Linked DNA regions of Mus musculus: region 1 is linked to region 2. The links are chromatin contacts, called in public HiChIP or PLAC-seq maps. All regions are on one chromosome and are shown on one strand. The core of a region is the stretch at or near the end of the contact, and the rest is flanking DNA. Distances in the headings are between cores, read along the strand shown. Region 1 overlaps Ergic1 (endoplasmic reticulum-golgi intermediate compartment (ERGIC) 1). Region 2 holds the start of Mrpl28 (mitochondrial ribosomal protein L28).

Evidence for each region. HiChIP or PLAC-seq counts read pairs in DNA pulled down with a chosen protein or histone mark.
Region 1: a contact with region 2 is called in an HNF4G HiChIP or PLAC-seq map of pancreatic cancer cells. The contact joins the enhancer-like site here to the promoter of Mrpl28 in region 2. A contact is called at or near these places in 2 of 39 promoter capture datasets (frontonasal cranial neural crest and stem cell-derived epiblast-like cells), 1 of 484 Hi-C or Micro-C datasets (embryonic stem cells) and 2 of 115 datasets of contacts at active chromatin or transcription factors (memory CD8 T cells and pancreatic cancer cells).

Annotation. Positions count from the first base shown.
Region 1 is chr17:26,580,975-26,586,007 of GRCm38.p6, reverse strand. All of the region lies in intron 1 of Ergic1 (endoplasmic reticulum-golgi intermediate compartment (ERGIC) 1), which reads right to left. Among named protein-coding and RNA genes, the nearest start is that of 1700049J03Rik, 17 kb to the right of the region's middle. Within about 2 kb of position 1,732, at least 170 of the 459 cell types and tissues checked have an H3K27ac peak or open chromatin away from gene starts, as enhancers often do. A contact at or near this core is called in embryonic stem cells and pancreatic cancer cells, where this site is marked.
Region 2 is chr17:26,121,098-26,125,715 of GRCm38.p6, reverse strand. It overlaps Mrpl28 (mitochondrial ribosomal protein L28), which reads right to left and starts at 2,213. Exons shown (of 5, transcript NM_024227.3): 1 at 1,867-2,213; 2 at 1,008-1,160; 3 at 325-459; 4 at 152-238. The coding sequence starts at 2,154. It overlaps Pgap6 (post-glycosylphosphatidylinositol attachment to proteins 6), which reads right to left. Exons shown (of 13, transcript NM_021793.2): 12 at 4,060-4,176; 13 at 2,462-3,778. The coding sequence ends at 3,482.

The sequences.
Region 1 (5,033 bases), core at 483-2,982, 460 kb before region 2:
TTTAAATCCACCATAATCCTGTACCTGTCCATTGTAAAGACAAAGGCGTGTGGCCCTCAGAGAAGCCCACACCCAGGCTCTCTGGTGTCTTACTCTCTTCCCAAACACCTCATTTCCCCTTAGTACTTGGGCCAAAAACTAACATTAAAACCCCCCTCGTGGGCTGGTGAGATGGCTCAGTGGGTAAGAGCACCCGACTGCTCTTCCGAAGGTCCAGAGTTCAAATCCCAGCAACCACATGGTGGCTCACAACCATCCGCAACAAGATCTGACTCCCTCTTCTGGAGTGTCTGAAGACAGCTACAGTGTACTTACATATATTAATAATAAAATAAATCTTTAAAAAAAAAAAAAAAAAAAAAAAAAAAAAACCCCTCGTGAACTCCAATTCTCTTCATGTTGAATCATCATGAAATTCTTCTCCGCAGTGAAGCCAGGAATCAAGGGATTTCCTGAGTGGAGGAGGCCTCTGAAGGGCACCCTTCAGACTGCTGCAGTCTGTCCCCTCCCCTGGTTTCACTGGTAGTTTTTAGAAGGTCCCAGCCTGGGTTTGTCAGATGCTGCCAGGTGTCACCTCTTGTGGCTCTAACAGATTGGGTAAGTTCTGCCCCGAGGTTTACCTGGCCTGTGGTTCTAAGCATGGGGCATTTGAAGAACATAGCATCGGCGCTCAGGTGCGGCTCTGTGCTGCCTCGGCTAGAAAGAAGGGGGGCTCTTAAAGTAACCCCCATTCTGCCCTCTGGAGATGCAGCTCAGCCGTAGAGCACACATGCAAAGGCTCTGGGTTCCATCCCCAGCACGGCACGAACAAGCAGACACCTTGAAACGCCATCAAATGACGCCTTAGAAGCAACATGGAGGCATCAGCTGAATCTAGAATATGGAGCAAATGAAAACAGCTCAACCCCCAAGCCCAGCAGCTGTCGGCCCGTACCCATGCTACACTGTACAACCCCACTGTTTGTAAGCCCAGTCCCTGGGGCTTTTCTTGGCATACAGCAGAAGCCCAGTGCATTCCTCAAATGATCCAAGAAACGAAGTGATAGATTCAGGGGACACGCCAAGCAGCAAGTCTGTTCCCTGTACCCGTGGGCTCCAGCGCCAGTCTACTCTAGCAAACTCTCCTGCCCGCTGGAGGAAAACAGAAAGGGAGGGTGAGTCTAATTTTGCCCTGGAATGTGGCCTTTTTCAGTCAGCTGGAGAGGGTGATAAGGAAGTGGCCATGGGAACCGTGGGAATGGGGAAGGCAGACCCCATTCACGCAGAGCAGGAGGCGCTAGCCCTGGTGGAATGTGCAGGGTGTGGGGCGCCAGGAAGCAGAATTCCTGAATGACTGGCTAGGGCTGGGCCTCAGGACCGCAGTCCCCTAGGGAACCCGTGCGGCCAAAGGCAGTGTCTCATCAAAACAGGAAGATCACAGAGGAAAAATGCACATGTAAGCGGACTGGTATTTACAGGGATCGGCCCCGCTGTGACCCTAGCAGGGGTATAGAGGGGATGCAGGGCAGAGAGAAGAACTTAGGGTCGGCCATGCTAATTCTCTGGTGTGGTGCAGAGTCTTCTATGTAGGCCACACACTGCCTCCCAGCCCTGCAGCCTAAGAAGCTATAAGGAAAGGTATGGAGAAGAGGACCACAAACAGACTTCCTGGGTATGTCCCACAGGCTACTGACAAATGCCCTGTCAGGGCTTTCTCACCACATGCCTAGCCTGCAACAGCTTCGACCCTTGGACAGTAGGGATTGCTGCTCCCATATTCGCAGGGTGTTAAAAAGGCTAAGATAACAAACTTTGACCAGTGTGCACACTGGCTGGCCAGGGTGGACAGCTGTTCCTGCGTCTGGGCTGGGTTGACACTGTCACATACCACGACCCTGGAATACTTAGCTGAGATGCCTCCAGCCCACTCTGTGCTCAAGATCCTGGGATACTGTCCTTGAACCTGCGACTCTTCTGTGAACCAGGATCCTCTTCTGCCTAAGAGGATGCTACAAGAGGCTTCTGGCCCCGGAGATGGCACACGCAGTAGTTCATGTGTGCCACACAGCTTTGCCCTCACACAATGTGTGGATTATCAGCCCAATGTTACAGATGAGAAGGCAGTGCCACAGTGATGACAGACCGACACAACTTCCCACGGCCAGCAAGGGGTGGAGCCCAGGCTGGGACCATTCCCTACTACACACAAGTCTGGCCAAGTCTTCAAGACTCATTGGGGCTGGGGGAGGAGAGGAGTCTCCGGTCCAGAGTCTCTACAGGGAAGTGACAGGAAGAGAGGAGAGGCATCTTCCTGAAAGCACTGGACAGGAAATGATGCTTCTACTATGGAAGTGGCAACAACCTGGATGTGAATGAGGACTGACCCCAGCCATGCCCATCGCTAAGTCCTTCTCCAGCATCAAGCAGGCCACTTCATCTCTGCAACAGTGCCGTGAACCAGGCACTGGCCTCCATCCCCTTTCACAATGAGCAAACTGAAGCCCCACAGGCTCCCTTGCTCACCAGTGCAAGAGTCAACACAGAGAGTGTGAATGGGCATGGACATATGTCAACATGGCCCTAAAGTCTACTGGCCCACGGGGGACTCCAATACTTTTAAGTTCCCCAGCTAGGGTGTCCCCATGTAGGCTCTCTGGCCCTTGGTGACACTCACCTAGAGCTGTCTGCACACCCAGTACTCTCCTAACATTCTCTATGTGCAGTGCTTCATTCACTCTTGCCACACCCCTGAGGGAGGCAGAACGCTGCTTCCGTTGGTAAGTGGAGGTAGTGAGGAGTGAGGCCAAGGAGGCAAGCTAGAACTCAGTCTTAGTTCTCTGCCCCGCCTCCATGAACGAGGCAAGGTGACGGACAGTCGGCCTAGAAGGGAGAGCACACCCTCTGCCATCTTTGAAACTGGGCCTACCCATGCCACCAGGCCTTCAGCTACTTTCTTCTGCGCCTACGTGTTTCTCCACGCAGCTGCTCCTACCTTCCTCAGAATGACATCTGTTCTAGAACCTTCTGTGGCTCCCACCAAGTGACCAGCATGTGAAGGTCCACCTCAGCTGTCTATTCCATCTCTCACTGCCCTCCCACCTCACAGTACTCACTGGGGACAGACATTACAATGTCACAATGCCATCTCTTCCCTCCAACTCACATTTGTCTACATGCCCGCGTCTAAGAAGCCCCTGCCACACTGACCCCCTCACACATCTACCACTTGCTTCTCTTCCAGTCAAACGTGTGACTCCTCCCCACCTCCCCCGGTGGGCTCTGCCTCTTTTAAGTCGGGTTCCCGTCTACCTGCCTGGGCCCTGCTGAATGTTCAGCATGTCCCCGCTTCTCCAGCCTTACTGCAGCCTTGCCACTCTCTCAAGCCCAGCCCTTCATAGTTGTGACACGCTGTCTGCCCTGGAACAGGGGTATCACTAGGTCAGGTCTTCTGTGGCTAGAGCGCTTTGGTGAGCTCCTGCCAAGATGCCTTGTACTGCGTCACCCGCCCATTGTCTTTTCATTAACTGGCTGGATGTGACTTACAATTTAATAAGGGACATGTGATGAATTGAAGGTCAAGGTTTTCAAAACATCTTTCAATGTGGAAAATGTGAATCAAAGAGAGATCTTGGCAGTCAGACCAGCTGCTAGCAGAGCCAGCTGCTGCCAGTCTGATGGGTTGCTGTTAGAGCTGAGCCTGTGCAGACATCCACCCTGAGAATCCCTGGCCTGCAGACCTCTGGTCCTGGCTATATGAAGCCCGGAGGGCATGCTCCTTCCCAGGCCTCAGGGAACTGCTTACCCACCACGAAGACCCACTCATAACGGCCTTTTCCTCCAGAGCAGCCTGCAACTTTCTGTTCCAGCACCAAACCAGCCCTGCTTATCATTAAGTCCTCAGAATAAAGACCATGGAAGAACCTTCTAGAATCCTGAACAAAGTTAAAGCTCTGGGCATTCTTGCTAGAAAACTTTTGGTCATGGACTCCTGTGGAAAGCAAGCCTCAGCAGGGTGGGCACCATGTCCACAAAGGTCGGGTGGACACCCATCCTCTGCCTGATCAGTGGCATGCAGCTGTCAATGCGTGAGTGATAAACAGACCAGTGACGTTTGGGACGTTTGGCTGAGATTTGAGTTGGCTTAGTAGATTTGATTTGCATTGAAGTTTTCGCCCAGCCAAGCATGTGCACAAGCCTGGGGAACGGGATGGAGAGCATGAATGAAGAGGCAAGGTGATGTCCTCCTGTCCTTCCCTTACTGTCTTCTGTTCCTACTCATGCTGTAGGAATCTAGGAAATGGCACTTTAGGGGAGGTGGGGGCTGATGCAGTGACCTGTAACACTCACGCTGTGCCTGCCCCACTAAGGGCAGTCAGCCCCATAGTGGCCTTGTCCAACACCAATACCCCAGGCAGCTCTTTAAAGGCTTCATTTTAGGAGCCCCAGTGGTCGAGTACCTACGGGTCAAGTGACCTCTCAGAAGTTAACTTTTCTTTGGCGGGAAGGGAGACTGAGCAAGTCTGACTCCAGCAGCACATGTGCAGATCCCACCTAGAACAGTCATTTAAAGGAGGTGGGAAACCATTATGAAGTTACACTCCTGGGCTTTGGTTTCTGTTTCTTAAATTGCTTTTCAGGTAAGTCCCATGTGGTCCCTTAGCAACAATCAATGGCTGAATACTTCCAACACACCAGGCACACAAGAGCCTGGCCTGGACTTTTCGGTGTCCCTGAGAGGCAGGATCCAGGCCTCCCTCCATTTCCAAGCCAGGAAGTTAAAGGACAGAGAAGTGAAGGACTAAGCCCCAGCCAGGCAGACTGCAGGGCGTCCAGGGCCTGGGAGATCCAGAGTTCATGCTTGCCGCTGCACCATGCCACACCTCCATGTTGGGCCTGGAACCCACAGTGGTGCTATTTAATGGGAATAGGAGTTGCTATTGTTGCTGAGACACCAGGCTGTCCTGGAACCTGCTATACAACCTAGGATGACCTTGAACTCCTGACCTTCCCCAATGCTGCTGACTATGGGCCTTCCCCACCAGGTCCAGCTGGTT
Region 2 (4,618 bases), core at 964-3,463:
TCACGAGACGAAGCATGCCATGCAATTTCAAAATGGAAGGAACCAAACGTATGGCAGCATTTCGGTGTGGCAGACCCTAAAAGCTAGCCTTCCCGCCCCCCCCATCACTCAACCTCAGTGGCCTGAGATCTGCCGGTACACAGGTACTCACCTTTTCCTCCAGAAGCCTCTGTTTCTCCAGGGCCTCCTCCAGCGTCAGGCCAACCCACTCGGCCTCTGCCTCGGGGATGACAAAGCTCTGAATAAGCAGGAGAGGAGGCTGGCATGAGGTGTGGGGGCTGGGCCAGGAGCCTCGGGCAGCAAGCAGGATGGGGAAACTCTCACCCTGTACTTGTCATAGATGGCTGCTCTCCGCTCAGGGTTCTCAGGGTGGAGATGGGGGTCCTGGCGAGCAAGCCTCAGCAGCATCCCTCGCTTCAGGTCCATGCCAAACTTGGAGCCCAGGTCCTCCTTAGGGGTCTGGCAGAAGGTTCACATAGGGTCGGGTGCTACAGCAGGCTCACCACCCCACCCCCCCACCCTGTCAGCTGACCCTATGGGTTCTTCTTCAGCTGCTGGCAGCCCTAAGCTAGACCACAGCAGAACAGGCATTGGGATCAGCGCTAGCATCCAAGCCTATATGGGTCAGGCCCAAGGCATGCATGGTGGCGCACACCTTTAATCCCAGCACTCGGGAGGCAGAGGCAGGCAGATTTCTGAGTTCGAGGCCAGCCTGGTCTAGAGTGAGTTCCAGGACAGCCAGGGCTATACAGAGAAACCCTGTCTCGAAAAAAAAAAAAAGAAAGAAAGAAAGAAAAAGAAATGGCTACAACCATTGGACAAGTCAGCGACTCACAGGGAGTGGCCTCAGCAAGACAGAAAGCTTCAGGGGCTGCACCAACAGGGACTCAGTCCTACTTGTAATGGCTACCCTGGGGTGCCCCACACTCCCTGCCCATGCCCATGCAGTGCACTCGGCACTTCCCACGAGTCTGACAAGACCTTGGAGTGCACTAACCCCTGCTTGCCTTGAGAATATAGAAGTCAAATCCATAGGCCTCATCGATGAGATCCAGGGTCCTCATGGTCACAGTCACGGTGAACTTCTTGTCCAGGATTTCACTGTAAAGCTCCCGAGTGAACAGCTGTGGCTTCCACACCTTCTTCACCCTCTTGGAGAGCTAAGGGTGCAAGAGAAACCTCCCGTTTTCCTATAGACCAAGTGGGCCCCAAAGCACCCTTCTGGAACCTGGGCTACTGTGAGCCAGGCCCTCTCCCTTCCTCAGACGCTCCTCAGGACCACTGATGCAGGTCAGGGCCCCTGAGCTGGCTCTGGACACCCACCCACCTAGATGTCTGCTTCACTCAGGCTAGCCCTAATGCTACTGGTATATGTTCCAGATTCTCACACAGCTGAAACCCAGTAGCCACAGGCAAGTGAATGACACCCTGGAAGGCCTGAAACATACTCTCTCCTCCCACAGGGCTTGCCTAGGAGCAGAGTATCACCAGAAGAGATAGACTCCAGGCAGTCATCTCGGTCTTTTTGATTTTTATGTACTAGGAGCAAAGTTATTCCGTCCTAAAAATGAGGGAAATGCGCATAGAAACTAGCAGGTGACAAGCAGATTTCACTTCTCCCTCCTCTTCGGCACAAGCTTCGAATCTATCCTTCCTCCTTCCTTTTCTCCACCACTGTCCCCACTCTGTCCTTACTTTTGATACTATCTGATCCAGGACCACCCCACTTCAGGACTAGACTTTGCTATCGGAGTTAGCTTGCTCCGTAAACAAAACGCTTGTGTTAGTCTGGTTGACCGTTTGTGGCGCCCAGAGCAGCGCCTGCTCAGCAAAGCATGCAGAACAGCCGAGATGGTCCGCACCCACCTTGTCGTTGTTGGCGTATCTGTAGCCTAAAATCAAGCCCTCTCCACCCCACAGTCCCTGCTGGGACTCTGGAGGGTAGTGAACTGGAATGGGTACGTCCTCAACGCGCTCGCGCTGCCCATTCTTGGGGTTGATCTTGAACTTGGTCCCGTGAGGTTTGTAGTGTACCGGGGTCGGCGTCCGTTCTTCTTCCAGTGAGCGCAAGAAGTGGGCGGGCAAGCGCGCACAGATGCCCTGCCGCAGCCGCAGCTTCTGCCACAGGTGCACAGGATACCTGTGCAGCGGCATCGCGCGACCCTCTACTTCTAGGAGAGCGCGCCCGCGCCTCCCGGAACCGGAATAGCGTCACCGAACGTGCGCCTTCGCTCGCTGCCAATTGGCAGCAACGCCCGTCCATCTAAACTAATCCCTTTCCCTCCGCCTCCTTTAGGGACCATGAAAAATTATCTACTGCGAATGGGTTCAAGGCACCGTCTGCCAAGTGCAGCCCAGGAGTTCCCCAGCAGCTTTGGCAAGCCTGTTGGGAAAGGCTACCCTGAGCTCAACCTCCCTTTCCCTCCAGGGACGCAAGGAAAAAAAAAAAAAAGACCACTCATTTGATTTGAAAAATTATTGTAGAATATTAAATTCACCAATTACATAAAAATATGCCTTCATATCTTAGAACAGTAACATTTTACCACCTGCCCCCCACCCCCAACAGAATATACACATTTCCCCTTTCAGGGGCTAAAGTGTGCTTTGGTGCCAAATAAAGGATGTTAGTAGCTTGGGAAGGAGCCCAGAAGCCCACACCTGCAATCCCAGTACTCAGAGCAGATGAGCCTCACAGTGGGAACCAAATGGCCTGGGCACACAGCACTACCAGCTCAGTGACCCCAGGAGACCAGAAAGATTGGGCTGGGGATCCAGAACCCACTCCTTAATCCTCAGTTGATCCAGTAGGGGTCAGCCTCATCCAAGTGTCTAGGGCCAGCACAGGAGAATGCTCACCAGACTGGGGCCTTGGACCCCTTAAGAGAGAAGGGAACACTAGCGAGCATTGTGTGCCTTCTGGAGCCAGACCTCATACAGCTGAGCAGCCTGCTACCTCAGGCTCTCCCGAAGGCCTCCTGCTCCAACAGACAATGAGGGAGGGACAGCACACAGCACTCCAGGTCTTAATCAGCTCTCTGATGACCCTGGACTCTACCATAGCAACTGCAGCAGGAGGGTATCCCCATGCCAAGGCAGGATGGCATTAAGGGTACAGGATGTCAGAGACAGTGAGTGACCTCTGTGCACTCAGACTTCCTTGCTTGTGGGTCTCATATCACGGCTTTCCAAAGGAAGGGGACCACAGGAATCCCTTATCTGTATCCCCATCCATAACAGCGTGATCAGCCCACACGTGGCACCTGTGGGCTCCAGGTGGAAACAGCTGTGACCTTCAGAGGAATTGGCAGCAGCCATAAAGATTTTTTGGGGTGGAGGGGGTCTTCTCTGGAGAAAGAAGCCAAGCGTCTCAGGACAATTTTATTCAGATGGAAACCTGGTTGGGGCTAGACAAGCACCTCTCTCGCTTGTCCTAGCTGAAGAGGTCATTAGAGTTTCAGGTGTCCATGAACCAGCCTTATCAGGTCACTGTGTACAACTCATCCCGATCATTCCTGCAGATCTGGTAGTGACAAGGGAACTTCTGCAAACAGGCCCAGGACCCAGCTTTTTCCTCTCGTGGTGGCAGAAGAAATGCTGCACTACCAGCCAGTAGGATGTGCCAAATGCTGTGGGTGTAGTAGTAATTGTCACTGGTCATCATTGAAGTATACATGGCGATGCCAACGGAAGCCATGGAGATGCCAGGCAGGAGGTAGAAGACCCAGCGCTGCCAGGAGGTTGGGTAGCACTGTCCCCGGTGCCCACAGCGGTATATCTAGAGTGGATAGCCACATGGGAGTTGGTTGGTTGGTGCAGACCCAGAGCCAAGAGGTATGGGGTCTATCTAGATCTGGGCAGGAGAAGTGCATATGGCCTCATGCCTAGTGGTTATCGGCACAAGACCTAAGGCACATAGCCAGACTGGGGCTCTATGGGTAGCTGCTACCGACTCTAAACAGATGTGGAGTTTTGGAGCCCTCCCAGCATAACTGGAATTAAGGGCCTGGCTCTCTTCTCCATGAGTCTGAACAGGAGACTATATGCCCTGTTCCTTACCCACATGGAGGCCATGATCACAAAAGCAAAGACGCAAGGTCCCATCAAGTTCCAGATGCCCCTGCGATCCATCTGCAAGGACATGGCGATGACGAGTGTGCCGAGGACAAGTAGTACCTAGGAGAGACACAGTGGTTTGTGAGGCCATAGAAGCCTTTGGCTGGAATCACCTGTGATAGCACGAGACACAATAGGCAGGCGCTGGGGTCAGGGGCGCTGATTACCCAGGTCAGCTTCCCAACATCCTGGCTCCTCTCCTCTGTCGGCTCCTCTTAAGACTCTGCCCCGTTCCTGCTCAGCCCCTGGGAGGGAAGTACCCTTCCTCTAGTCCCTTTACTGTGTCCAAAGGACCTTTGGAGGACTAGGTGATGATGTCCACTCCTAATGGGCAGTCTTGTACACACTTGCATGACCGTGCATACCAAGCCTTCCAGGATCTACAAGCAGGGTGGCCTTAGATGCAACCTGGGAGGGGACCCATGCCTAAGTTTCTATCTGCCCACTGCCTGAAAGTTCATGCCCTCCACACTCAGCCTGCTGGATCTCCAAATTCCAGAAC